Linked DNA regions of Sus scrofa: region 2 is linked to region 1. A link is a contact called in public Hi-C data. All regions are on one chromosome and are shown on one strand. Each heading gives the region's core, a stretch centred on a gene start, on an enhancer-like site or on the middle of the called end of the contact. The rest is flanking DNA. Distances are from core to core; before and after follow the strand shown. Region 1 holds the start of THBS1 (thrombospondin 1). Region 2 has its middle 61 kb from the start of THBS1.

Region 1 (5,384 bases), core at 1,515-4,014:
AATGAGGAAAGTTGTAGATCTCCAAACAGATGCTCTCACTGGCCCATCCCTGGGGTTTTTAATCATAAAAGACATTTCATTTGGGGAAAGGGCTGGAGGTGAAGGGGATATGGATGTGTGGAATGCTGTTTGAGTCATGTTTGTATACCTCTTAACTATTTTACTCAGTGTAATTTATGCACAACCACCACTGCTTAAGTTTCTCAGCTTGTTTTAGGTAGAAATGCCCCAGTTTCTACATGTGCCCTAAAAAAATAGGATACTTACAGCTGGAGCAACCTTTGTTCCTGAGGATGTCTTCTGGTGTGGTTCCAAAGACAAACCTCACGTTTTGCAGCACCCCCTGTGGGCAGAGGACACACATTGCTTGCAGAATGTTGGGTGGGGGGGCAGGGGGTCAGTAGGGTGGGGGCAGACTGTTTATGCTAGGCAAAACACACAATGCTCTAAAAGTTTAAATGAACTCCCTTTTGTATCTTCTGCCAAGTCGTCAGTGTTTTACAAAGAATTCAGTTACCAGCTTACTTGGGTACAGAGGAAATGGAACCTGATACCAAGACGGGAGGATATAATGACACTCTCCTGTGTCAAAGAGTTAAATGTGGGAGTTTCAAAGCCACAGTTACAAAGATCTAGACATTTAAGCAAGGAAGAAGCAGCAGCAAAGAGCTGTGATTTTAACCTTTTGAGACCGGTTACATCCCCATGAGGAATCAAAGAGCAAAGTGGTGAGTATCCACTTCAAGTTATATTATAATTGGTGGAATGCATCTGAAATAAGTTCTTTTTTGAGAAGAGCATAAGGAGTATTTAAGATTTGAACAGGCTGTTAGAGGAAAACCGTTTCTTGTTTCCATCAGTGGTTTTCAAAGTCTGGTCCCCAGAACACCAATACCAGCCTCACCCTGGAACTTGTTAGAAATGCAAATTATTAGGTCCCATCCCTACCTACAGTGGGAACCACTGCTTTAGTGCACACAGGCAGTATTTCCTGTTACTGGAACCCTGGTCTCTCCTGTCACCGCCCTCTCGGCAAGTCAGCTACCTAGCAGTCGGCCCTGTGGACCAGGAATGGAAGAAGCCTCACCTGAAAATTGTCATTGACACCTCCTTTTGCGATGCGGAGATTGGCGATGCTGGCCAGGTCCCTGGTGAAGATGCTTTGGATGGGAACGTCCAGCTCGGCATTCTCCATCTTCTCGCAGTCGATGTACAGCTGGGCCCTGTCCTCCTGCACAAATAGGGTGATGCTCTTCCACTGACCAGTGGCCAGGAGGGCTTCCTCCACTGACACCACCTGCTGCTTCCCCTGCACGGTCAGGCTCAGGTCCAGGGTGCCCGCCTTGCCGTTGGAGACCACGCTGAAGACCTGGCCAGAATGGTCTTTCCGCTCCACGGCCAGCAGCGTGCCCCGGGTCTTCTTCATTTGCCTCAGGGAGGCCAGGAGGAGGAAACCTTTCTCTGCTCGCACAGCATCCACTAGGTCTTGGAACTTGTCATCAGGGACAGGGGGGATCAGGTTGGCATCCTCAATGCGGAAAGCTGGGCTGGAAGGGTCAGGACCCTTCACTAGTCGGCGCCCAGAGCCCTTTCGGGCAGCCCCGGTGAGTTCAAAGATGTCAAAGACGCTGTTGTCTCCCCCAGACTCTGTTAGACAAGAGGAGGAAGCACTGTGAGCAGGGCCCTCTAGGTGGGGGCGGTGGAGGTAGGGGTTCAGCTCTGGCCGGTGGGGCAGAAAGACAGGGGTGAAAACTCCCTGCAGCCACTGAAAGGGCTTAATCAACACCAGGTCAGAGGGAACCTGCATCCTGAGGTTCAGCCAGGGCTCGGGAAGAGGCACACCTGGGGTAACCAGACCTCCCTTCTCCTCTTCCCTCCCCCCTCAAAAGGTATCATACAGACTTACCTGGAATGCGGTTGGAGCCACACACATGCAACAGAAACAGGACACTGAGTCCCCAGGCCAGCCCCATGGTGGAGCGTTTGTGCCCAACAGAGAGCCTGCAGCAGGAAGCACAGAGAACCCAGGTCAGAGGCCGCCCATCAATGAGGGTGAGCAAAACTGGCTGGGCATGGGGCCAGAGCCTCAGGGACACGCCCCCCCGCCCCGTGGCCCCCACATTTGGTGGAATGAGGGGCAACAGTATTGACTCTGGAGAAAGCATAAGGAAGAAAATGAGGGAGTTGAGGGGAGGAGACTGTGGTTTTCAGGTGGTGGTAGGGGCAAGACCAATAACAGGCAGCCGGGGGCGGCGGGGGGGGCTTTTCCTTGGGAAGGTGAGGTAAGTAGCAGGACCAGGAGATGTAGTTTGGGGAGCTGGGACAGCATGAAGGTGCAGAGATTTTTCTAGAGGACTTTTAGAAAGGTTTAGGAAGGACTTGAGGAAAAGAACAAAATCTTGGGGTGTCCCTGGCGATTTGGGTTTTGAATCCCAAGGCTGGAGAAGATCGCTCTGAAGCTCTTCGTGAGAAGAGTCCTCCAGCGGCTGAGAGGTTCAGGATGGGGAAGGCAAAAAGTGTGAGATCCGGGGTCTGCCAGGAGCTAAAGTCTGTAGCTTCAGGTGTATGGCCAGGGCAGAACTGGACCTCGGCGGCCGCCCAGGGACTCCTTACCTGTGTGGAAACGGGTGCAGCAGCTGGGACTGGAAGCAAGGACACAGCGACCGGAGGAACGCTGGAGAGGCGCGGGGAGAGCGGTGCGCCCGGGAGGCCGCGGTATCAGAGGCTGCGCAGGGAGATTCGCCGGGGAGTGCGCTTGCCGGCCGGCCCGGGTGCAGTGGCTGGTGAGGCGGCGGAGCCGCGGGTTTTTAAAGGGGCGCTCACATTCCTGGGGTTTCCTCTAGCCAATAGGATGCGGCCGGGCAGGAAGCGGGAGGGGGGCCAGTCTGGGTTCCTCTCTCCGCCCCCCGCTGCCTGGCGCACAACTTTCCAGTTAGAAGGTGAAGGGGGGCGGTGGGTGTCGGGGCCGAGAAGCACTGGAACTTCTCAGAAAAATAGGTGCCCGCCCACGCGGCCTTGGCGCTCACGGACTCAGCACTTTGGCTGTGGCGCCGCTCGGGCCGATGTCCTCAGTGTGCTCATACCGGGCGGACGAGGCTCTGGCCACCCACCCGAGATCCCAAGCGGGGGGTTGGGGAACCTGTTCCCTTGAATGCCTGTGCGATGGCTAAGGGTGGACACTTGTTGGATATCGAGCCCATTTTATGGAAAAAAATAAGCCCGACATGGTAAATGGGACCAAGAGGGGACCAGTCTTTGAAAGAGTTGGGTATTTGTTGACCCTTGTCCATCCATCTTGGGTACTTGCGGACCACGCGGTCAGCTTCGCGCCGCGCTCCTGCCCTCCTCCCACTCTGTCTCCTGCCTGCCCCTCGAGGGACGTGAGTGCGGTATCGCACCGGCCAGCAGGCCACGGATGGGGCTCGCCTTCCCACCGCGCGTCGGGGCAGCGTTTCTGCAGCTGCTTGCCGCTCGAGTTCCCGCGAAGAAAAGTCTCTTCTCACAAGTGCTGCGGCGCTTCCACAGCGGGCCGCTTGGGGGCGGTATGCGAATTCTGATCTAGGGGACGCGAGCAAATGGCTTCTTTTCAGTCAGGAATGTTAAGGAAACTTGCTCTTTACCACTTCTCTCAAGCCAAAATTGAAATTGTGTCTTGAAAAACAGTTTTTGTGCCCACTCGTGCTTCTTAACGTGACTCCTGCTTGGAGGGTTTGCAGCACCATCTGGCTCCAGGGTCTTGAACTATTTACAGAACAGACCCATAGAGTCATAAATTACCCTCTGCCTATCATTTTATTTCCCCCTTTTTTTTTCAACCCCAAAGTTCTTTTCATTTTTTCGGCTCCCGAAACCGAGATGTGGGTTACATTTCTGTGGGTGCACCAATTGCCATGAGCGCTGCCGCTGCATGCTTCTGTCATTGGAAATCTAGTGTCCAAGCCACCGGTCCCAAGCCAGCATGACTCCAGCTGCTTGGAATTCCATTCATCTCTTGGGCTGGGACGTCAGCAGCCACACTTCCCCTGCTGTGATCCAGCACATGAGGCTGGCCCCCAGACCCAGGGAACAGGTAGTAACTTCACCAAATAAGGATCTCAGCCACAAGCCAGGGAAAGCCCTGGGGTTCACTTCCCTCCTTAGCACTCACACCTGGCTGGACTCCTAACGGGCTGGAAACACCCAAGAGTTTACATTCGTCAAACAGCAGTTTCACTTTTCTTGTGTGGGAGTGTTGTGTGACAAGGGCCATGTGGGGGACAGAGTGTTTTTTAGTTACTCAATATACAGCAAGCACCTCTAGAAGATGACAAGTATGTTCCCAAAACTCTTGTTTGTTTGTTGCTGAAGTAATAACTTAACCTAACAGTCAAATGAATTTCACATGCTGGGAGGGAGAAAGAAGTCTTCGTCGGATGATTAGTCAAATCAGATTCCTGCAGGGGAAGTCATAGGTAATGATTCAGCCAAACAGATCTGAAGATTCCCGAGTCAGCAGCCATACCCGTCCCTCTCCCTCCCTTTACCTTCCCTAAAATCCTGTTTGCGTCTTGAAAGGTGACTTTTTTTTTTCCTACTTGCTGCTCATAGTATCAGGTACTTAGGAACAGTTTTCAGAGGATGGGCAGCCGATGGCCCCCTGTTCCTCTGGCCCACTTGCCAATTTTATACAGATGAGTGGAGGGCTTGAGGGCCACACGGGGCCCACAAGAGCAGGATACTGCTCTCTCCTTTTATAAAACGCTCATCTCCTGAGTCTTAGTTTCATGGATAGAGCAACTGGAATGCCCTTCAGGCTAGCCACTTCTGGGACCAAGGGACTGTAGGAATCCCTTGGCGTTTTCTTGGAACTTGGCTTCTTCTCACAAAACAAGGAGAAGAAATGTAACCTTTTACAAGTCTTACAAATAGGAAGGTGACCGGATGAGTGGCAGGGAAGAGCTTTCTTGTCAGAGAATGCTGACAGATGTATAGGAGTTACTTATCTCCAACACAAAGGCCCGGCCCAAGTCATGGTACTCCTGTTTTTCTTTTTTCTTTTTTTAAATTTTATTTTTATTAGGGTGTAGTTGATTTACAGTGTGTCAATTTCTGCTCTTCAGTGTAGTGTCCCAGTCATATCATATACATATATTCTTTTTCTCATGCTATTTTCCATCATATTTTATTCAAAGAGATTGGATATAGTTCCCTGTGCTACATAGTAGAACCTCATTGTCTATCCATTCTAAATGTAGTAGTTTGCATCTACTAACCCCAAACTCCCTGTCCGTCCCACTCTCTCCCCCTCTCCCTTGGCAACCACAAGTCTGTTCTCTGTCTGTGAGTCTGTTTCCATTCTATAGATAGGTTCATTTGTGCCATATTTTAGATTCCAGATTTAAGTG
Region 2 (5,384 bases), core at 1,529-4,028, 61 kb after region 1:
TGTTTCCTGGCTGTCCTGGGTCTTCTCTTTTGTACCCCCACCCAGTCCCACCCTCTGCACGCGTCCTGGGTGACTGATCTCTGTGGACCTCATCAGGGAGCAATGGGTTTGGCCACTGAGAGGCATCATCAGGAGATCATACGGTGGCAGGAGAAAATGGATGGGGCTTTCTTTCTCCTGCTGCTGCGTGCACTACTCCTCCACTCAATAAATTAGTGCCTCTGGAGCTGTCCTCTCAGCTACGGCTCTCTCTCAGGGTTCTGGTATCAGAGCCCTTCAGGTTTAGCGCAGGTGGCATCTTTCTGTCGCTGCTGGTTCCGAAGTATTTAACTATTCCCTACTGGTTCCCTTATCCCTGACCCCACTCTTCCAGATGCTTCCTTCATGAAACTCTCCTCAACTGGAACGCACTGTTTCCTGCCAGGGCCCGACTGATACAGTGGCCAAAATAAGCTCCTCCATGTGAGGAGAGGTAGAAAATAATGATAAGGAAGATAATCCTATCCACTTATGGCAGCCTTCTAAACACTAAACACAGCTAAATACTGTGGAAAGCATTTTGTATGTATTCAATAAACATTTACTCAGTGCTAAACATTGTTAGATAAAACAGACTCTGCTCTCAAAGAGGTGACCCAATTTAACTTCCATGTAACGGCCCTGTTATTGTTATCACTACTTCAGGCATGGGAAGACTGAGTCTCAGAGAGGTTAAGTGACTTTGCCAAGGTCATCAGCCAGTAAGTACAGAGCTGGGATTTGTATCCAGGCTGTCTGACTCCAAGGCCCATGCTTTAGTCTGTTGCAACAACGGCTGCTCAAGTACCCTCTCAAGTCAGCAACTGGACGAGTTCCCAGGAATGGAGCTGTTTTGTTCTGCCTGGGGGTGACAAAAGTGTAGGGGAAGGCTGGAGCCTGCAGGAGAGAAGGCTGTGGGCTGAACTAGCTTAGGGATGGTGTGTCGCAGGGTAGCTGGTGACAGATGGACACAATGCTGGCCCCACATGGGCTGAGGATGAGGCATTTCTGTTCTTAGTCTGGCTCTTCCCACTGAGCGGCTATTGACGTCAGGTAGGGATGATTCTTTTGTTTGGGTCCAAGCTTAGGCATGGGTTTTGTTTGCCTGGCACAGGCCTGGGGAGCCACGAAGGGATTGGGTCCCTCACATGCAGGAACCTTTACTAGGAGGTGACTTTCCTCTGCGGTTTCCCAAAGAAAGTGAGGAAAAATAAATTGCTGGCATATTGTTTTTGGAGTCTAGATTCAAACCTTTGGTCCACCCACCCTGCCCCCCGCCATTCTTGTGAGGACTGCTCATGGAATTCTGAAGGGAATAATCGTGCAGTGACCCAGCTTTCTGAGGACTATGCCTGACCAGCAGCAGCAGGCCCTCCAGGGGCCCCTCAGAGCAGCCATGCTTGGAGTGCAGCCCCTGCCATGCAGACCATCAGGATTGCAGACTGTAGCTCAGATGGCCACCCAGCTCTCCTCAGTCTGGAGGCTGGCTGGGCCAGGGCCTCACTCACAGGAAAAGCAGGGAAGCCTCTTTCATTTTCGGAAGAGCCAGGTTTCAGTATTTCTGTGACTGATTTATAAAATCCAGTGGGCTCCTGACTAGACTCAGTTTTCTTCCTTCCCTTTCCTCCTTTTCCTCTCTCCACTTTACTTTTTTTCCTCTCCCTTCCCGTCTTCCTATCTCCTGCCTTTCCTTGACAAGCCCCCTCCATCAGCATCAGTCAGTAGATTTGATGTGAATATCCAAGTTCTAAAGGGACTTCTTCCTTTGAAGGGGACCTCTTTCCATGGTATCCCTGTTGAGTCCCTGGGAGCCCCTCTCATCAGGCAGATAAACACATACCTCCTGACATAGAAAAGGCTTTAGCCCTTAGAAGATTCAGATGAGAAAGTTACGGGGAATTGAAACATTGACCTCCTATTACAACCTTTTCTTTTGAGGGGTTCAAAGAAATAAGTTGATTTTAGCCATGTCCATTTCCTATCTGTGATGCAAAGGCAGGGCCGACTCTGTCAGCAGCTGAACGCAAACAACCACAGAAAAGCTCTCTTTCCATGGAACTAAAATACAATCTGATTTCAAACTCTCTTTGCCTCTTGGCTGTGGAAAAACAGGGTAGGGAATAGTGAAGCCCTCGTTAGGTGTCAGGATGTCCAGATCATTTCAGGAATGTCTCTCTTACTGTCTAGAGCAATTCTTACCTTTCCACGAGCCAGTCAGCTTGCCTTTACATCTTCCACCATATCCCTATATGTGACCAGCAGTGTAGGATTTTCCGTGACCCAAAGGATAACAAGGATAGAAGGGAGAGAGGCAACTGCCAGGAAATTTTATTTGTAGAGAAGTCTCTAGAGAAGCCCTTCTCTATCTCCACCCTACTCCCATATTTATCCCATTCTGATTGGCCAGCATCCCCAGAACCCCATCCAAGAAAATGGGTGAGTCTTTCCCCTGAAGGCCTTGTAGCTTAGCGTGAGGGAAAGTCTGGAGCTGGACATCCATGTCCCATGCCACCCTCTGCTAGAGACTGGGTGGTGGCCCGTGAATGAAGCACCTGTGGAGGGTCAGACTAGCCAGGACACCAATCCTGACATCACCTGGCACATATGTAGAGCCGGGCTCCCTGGAGCTGGGGGCTCATTCCCCAGGGCGGAAAGAGGTAGGTTATTTGTGTGTGTTCTGTGTTAAGATGGCTGCTCCAGGCCTGACCTTGTGGAGGCTTCTTGGCTTAGCAGGAGGTGATGTCACTCAGTGTTTCCTGCAGCTGCTGTGGCGTGAGGAGTGGCCCCCACCCTGAGGCCCCAGAGAGGAACAGCAGTGGAGAGCCAGTGTGTGTGGGCTTCATGACTGAAACGTCACTCTGCTCAGGGCGGGGTGGGGGCGGGGTGGGGAGGGCAGGGCAGAAGCAGTGTTCAACATAGCAAGTGGGGTAACGGGGTGGTCTGATTGATAGAGAACCCGTGTGACCCCGAAGCATATCCACGCCTCCTCCCTAACCCTCTGGGGTGTGGTCCATTCCAGGCCAAGCCCAAAGTCTCTTTAGATTCTAAGTGGTCTACATGACCTGCTGAGTGGTTCTTAGAAAAGATCCTGTGTTCCCAATACTACCACTGGGTTGAAGTCATCTTTAAAATTATATTCTTAGGAGCTCCCACTGTGGCACAACAGCTGGTGGCATCTTGGGAGCACTGGGACACAGGTTCGATCCCTGGCCCAGCACAGTGGGTTAAGGATCTGCTGCAGTTGCAGCGTAGGTCTCAACCGCAGCTTCGATCTGATCCCTGACCTGGGGACCCCATATGCCTTGGGGTGGCCAAAAAAGAAAAAAAAATTATATTCTCATATGCAGTGACTAGTCAAAGATCTGAGGGTCCAGAGCATGGTTTTTCCCATTTAATTATCCGCAGAATCTCAGTCTGCAGCACAGCTGGTTTACATTCAGTACACAAACCGAGATAGAAATATACTCAAACACATTTAACAAATGCTGCAAAGTGTATTCTTTTGGACACTTGAACTGTACATTAGCATATTAGAGGATCAAAGAGTCCTGCTGGAAATTTTAAAAATCTCGTGTTTGTCCAACATACTTGACCGTGCCAGTTTCTCAGCACATCTGTTTCAGCTTATGGAATACAGCATTCCATGGGCTTTTCTCCAGCACATTCTTTTCTAGGTGAGAGGACAGAGCCACACGTGGCTACTCCTACTGAAGGTCTTTTTCTCGTCTCGCCTTAATTTGTTATTCATTCAACAGACATTCACTGAATCCATTTATTCAATCACTCACTTATTCATGCCTTATAGTAAAAGATAAAGGAAATGCCTCCTATGGTGCAAGCCTTGAAGGATGGATACATGCTGGTGAATGAGGCAGGGCCCTCATCTCTGAGGACCTCATGATCCAGTGAAGAAAATGAGGCATGTCCTGGAGATGAACTAGCTAAGAAAATGCAGGACCTCAGTCATAGGAGAGACAGCTTGCCTGGGGCTATAGATCTGAGAGTCATGAGCAAAGAGATGTGAGTGGAGCCATTGGAAAGGGAGGGAAATGTGCAGGTGGGAAGAAGACTGGGACCAAGACAGAATTCCAGGAAGCCAGCACACTGAAGGACTAGCTAGAGGGAGAAGAGTCTGGGAAACAGACAGGAAACAGAAGGTAGAAGGCTGCCTCCTCACTATTAGAGCAAGTATAGACTTGAGCAATGGGATGGGGACATTGGATTTTCTCCCTGGGTGGGGAGAAGAAAAAGGAGGGTTAGTGGTATGTAGTTGTGTATCTGTGTGGGTGTATGGAAGAGTGGTTAATGAGGGGTAGTTCAGAGGAAATTTCTGCTCACAAAGTATGAGTAAATGCATTGAAATCTACACTGGGTCAGAGTGCAGTAGCTAACTGATCACCCTGACCGGAGCGGGCTGCAAATGTGGGTTTGCTCTGTGGTTGCAGGGAGCTCTAGGGTGTACAGCCTCAGAGCTGAGCTCCACGGGAGAATGGCCAGCTCTGAGAAGGAGCAAGGAGAGTTTGTTTTCAAAGGCTGGGGTCCTGAGAGCACCAAAATGTCACAAGTGTGGCATAAAACAAAAATAGCCCCAGGTAAAAAGGCAGGAGCCAGAAGGGTCATCCATTTTTCTGTTAGCAAAACAGTTTTTAAGGAACCTCACACCAAAGTTTAACAGTGCTTTGCACACAGTAAATGCTAAATTAATGTTATATCATCATCATAGCATTAAAGGGATCCCTATTTGATGTTCCTGAAATGTAACATCTTTCTCAGGGACATAGGATGGCAGGCAACTTCAAATAGGATGTTTTGCAAAATCAAAAGTGATTCGTGCATCTTCCCTGCCGTGTGGCTTTCCTTGTTTCCTGCCATTATAATTCCCTTTGACTTTATTGCTGTGTAGAAATGAGCAATGTTAATAAGCAAGACCTCTTCTCTGATAGCTGTTTAAATAGCAAACCCCAAACTGCAACACTCTTACCCCCCAACCTCACATCCAACCTTAAACTATCTCTGTAATATCTCTAGTTGTGTTATCATGGTCCTTTCTCATAGCTGTGAGTCTGCTTTTCTTTGACTTAAACTTCATGAATGTTCAGATAGCTGGGATTATACAAAACATCTTTAGACAGTGTTGATGACACTGTCATCATGAGTTTTTTTCTGGTTCTCATGGCATGTGCTGAGAGGGTTGGGAGAATGAGAAGTTTCCTCTAGTGGCTAGGAAAGCTCTTGGATGCAGCTGGTGCCTTTGTCTTTCTTCTAGTGCCAGGAGGTCCAATCCCTGAGCTTAGGTTGGTCTGGGCTCTGCCTCTCAGGATCCTCCCCTGAGCACAGGCTGACCCCTCAGCACTGGCAACCAAGCA

Evidence for each region. Hi-C and Micro-C count contacts between places; a contact is called where the count stands out from the background.
Region 2: a Hi-C map of embryonic fibroblasts shows a contact between it and region 1, with 2.5 times the contacts expected there. The contact joins the enhancer-like site here to the promoter of THBS1 in region 1. A contact is called at or near these places in 1 of 5 promoter capture datasets (skeletal muscle) and 6 of 47 Hi-C or Micro-C datasets (adipocytes, blood, embryonic fibroblasts and 1 more).

The regions. Positions count from the first base shown.
Region 1 is chr1:131,743,334-131,748,717 of Sscrofa11.1, forward strand. THBS1 (thrombospondin 1) reads right to left here and starts at 2,765. Exons shown (of 22, transcript NM_001244536.1): 1 at 2,614-2,765; 2 at 1,907-2,001; 3 at 1,088-1,647; 4 at 268-343. The coding sequence starts at 1,973.
Region 2 is chr1:131,804,708-131,810,091 of Sscrofa11.1, forward strand. No RefSeq gene overlaps it. Among named protein-coding and RNA genes, the nearest start is that of THBS1, 61 kb to the left of the region's middle. Within about 2 kb of position 2,779, at least 8 of the 83 cell types and tissues checked have an H3K27ac peak or open chromatin away from gene starts, as enhancers often do.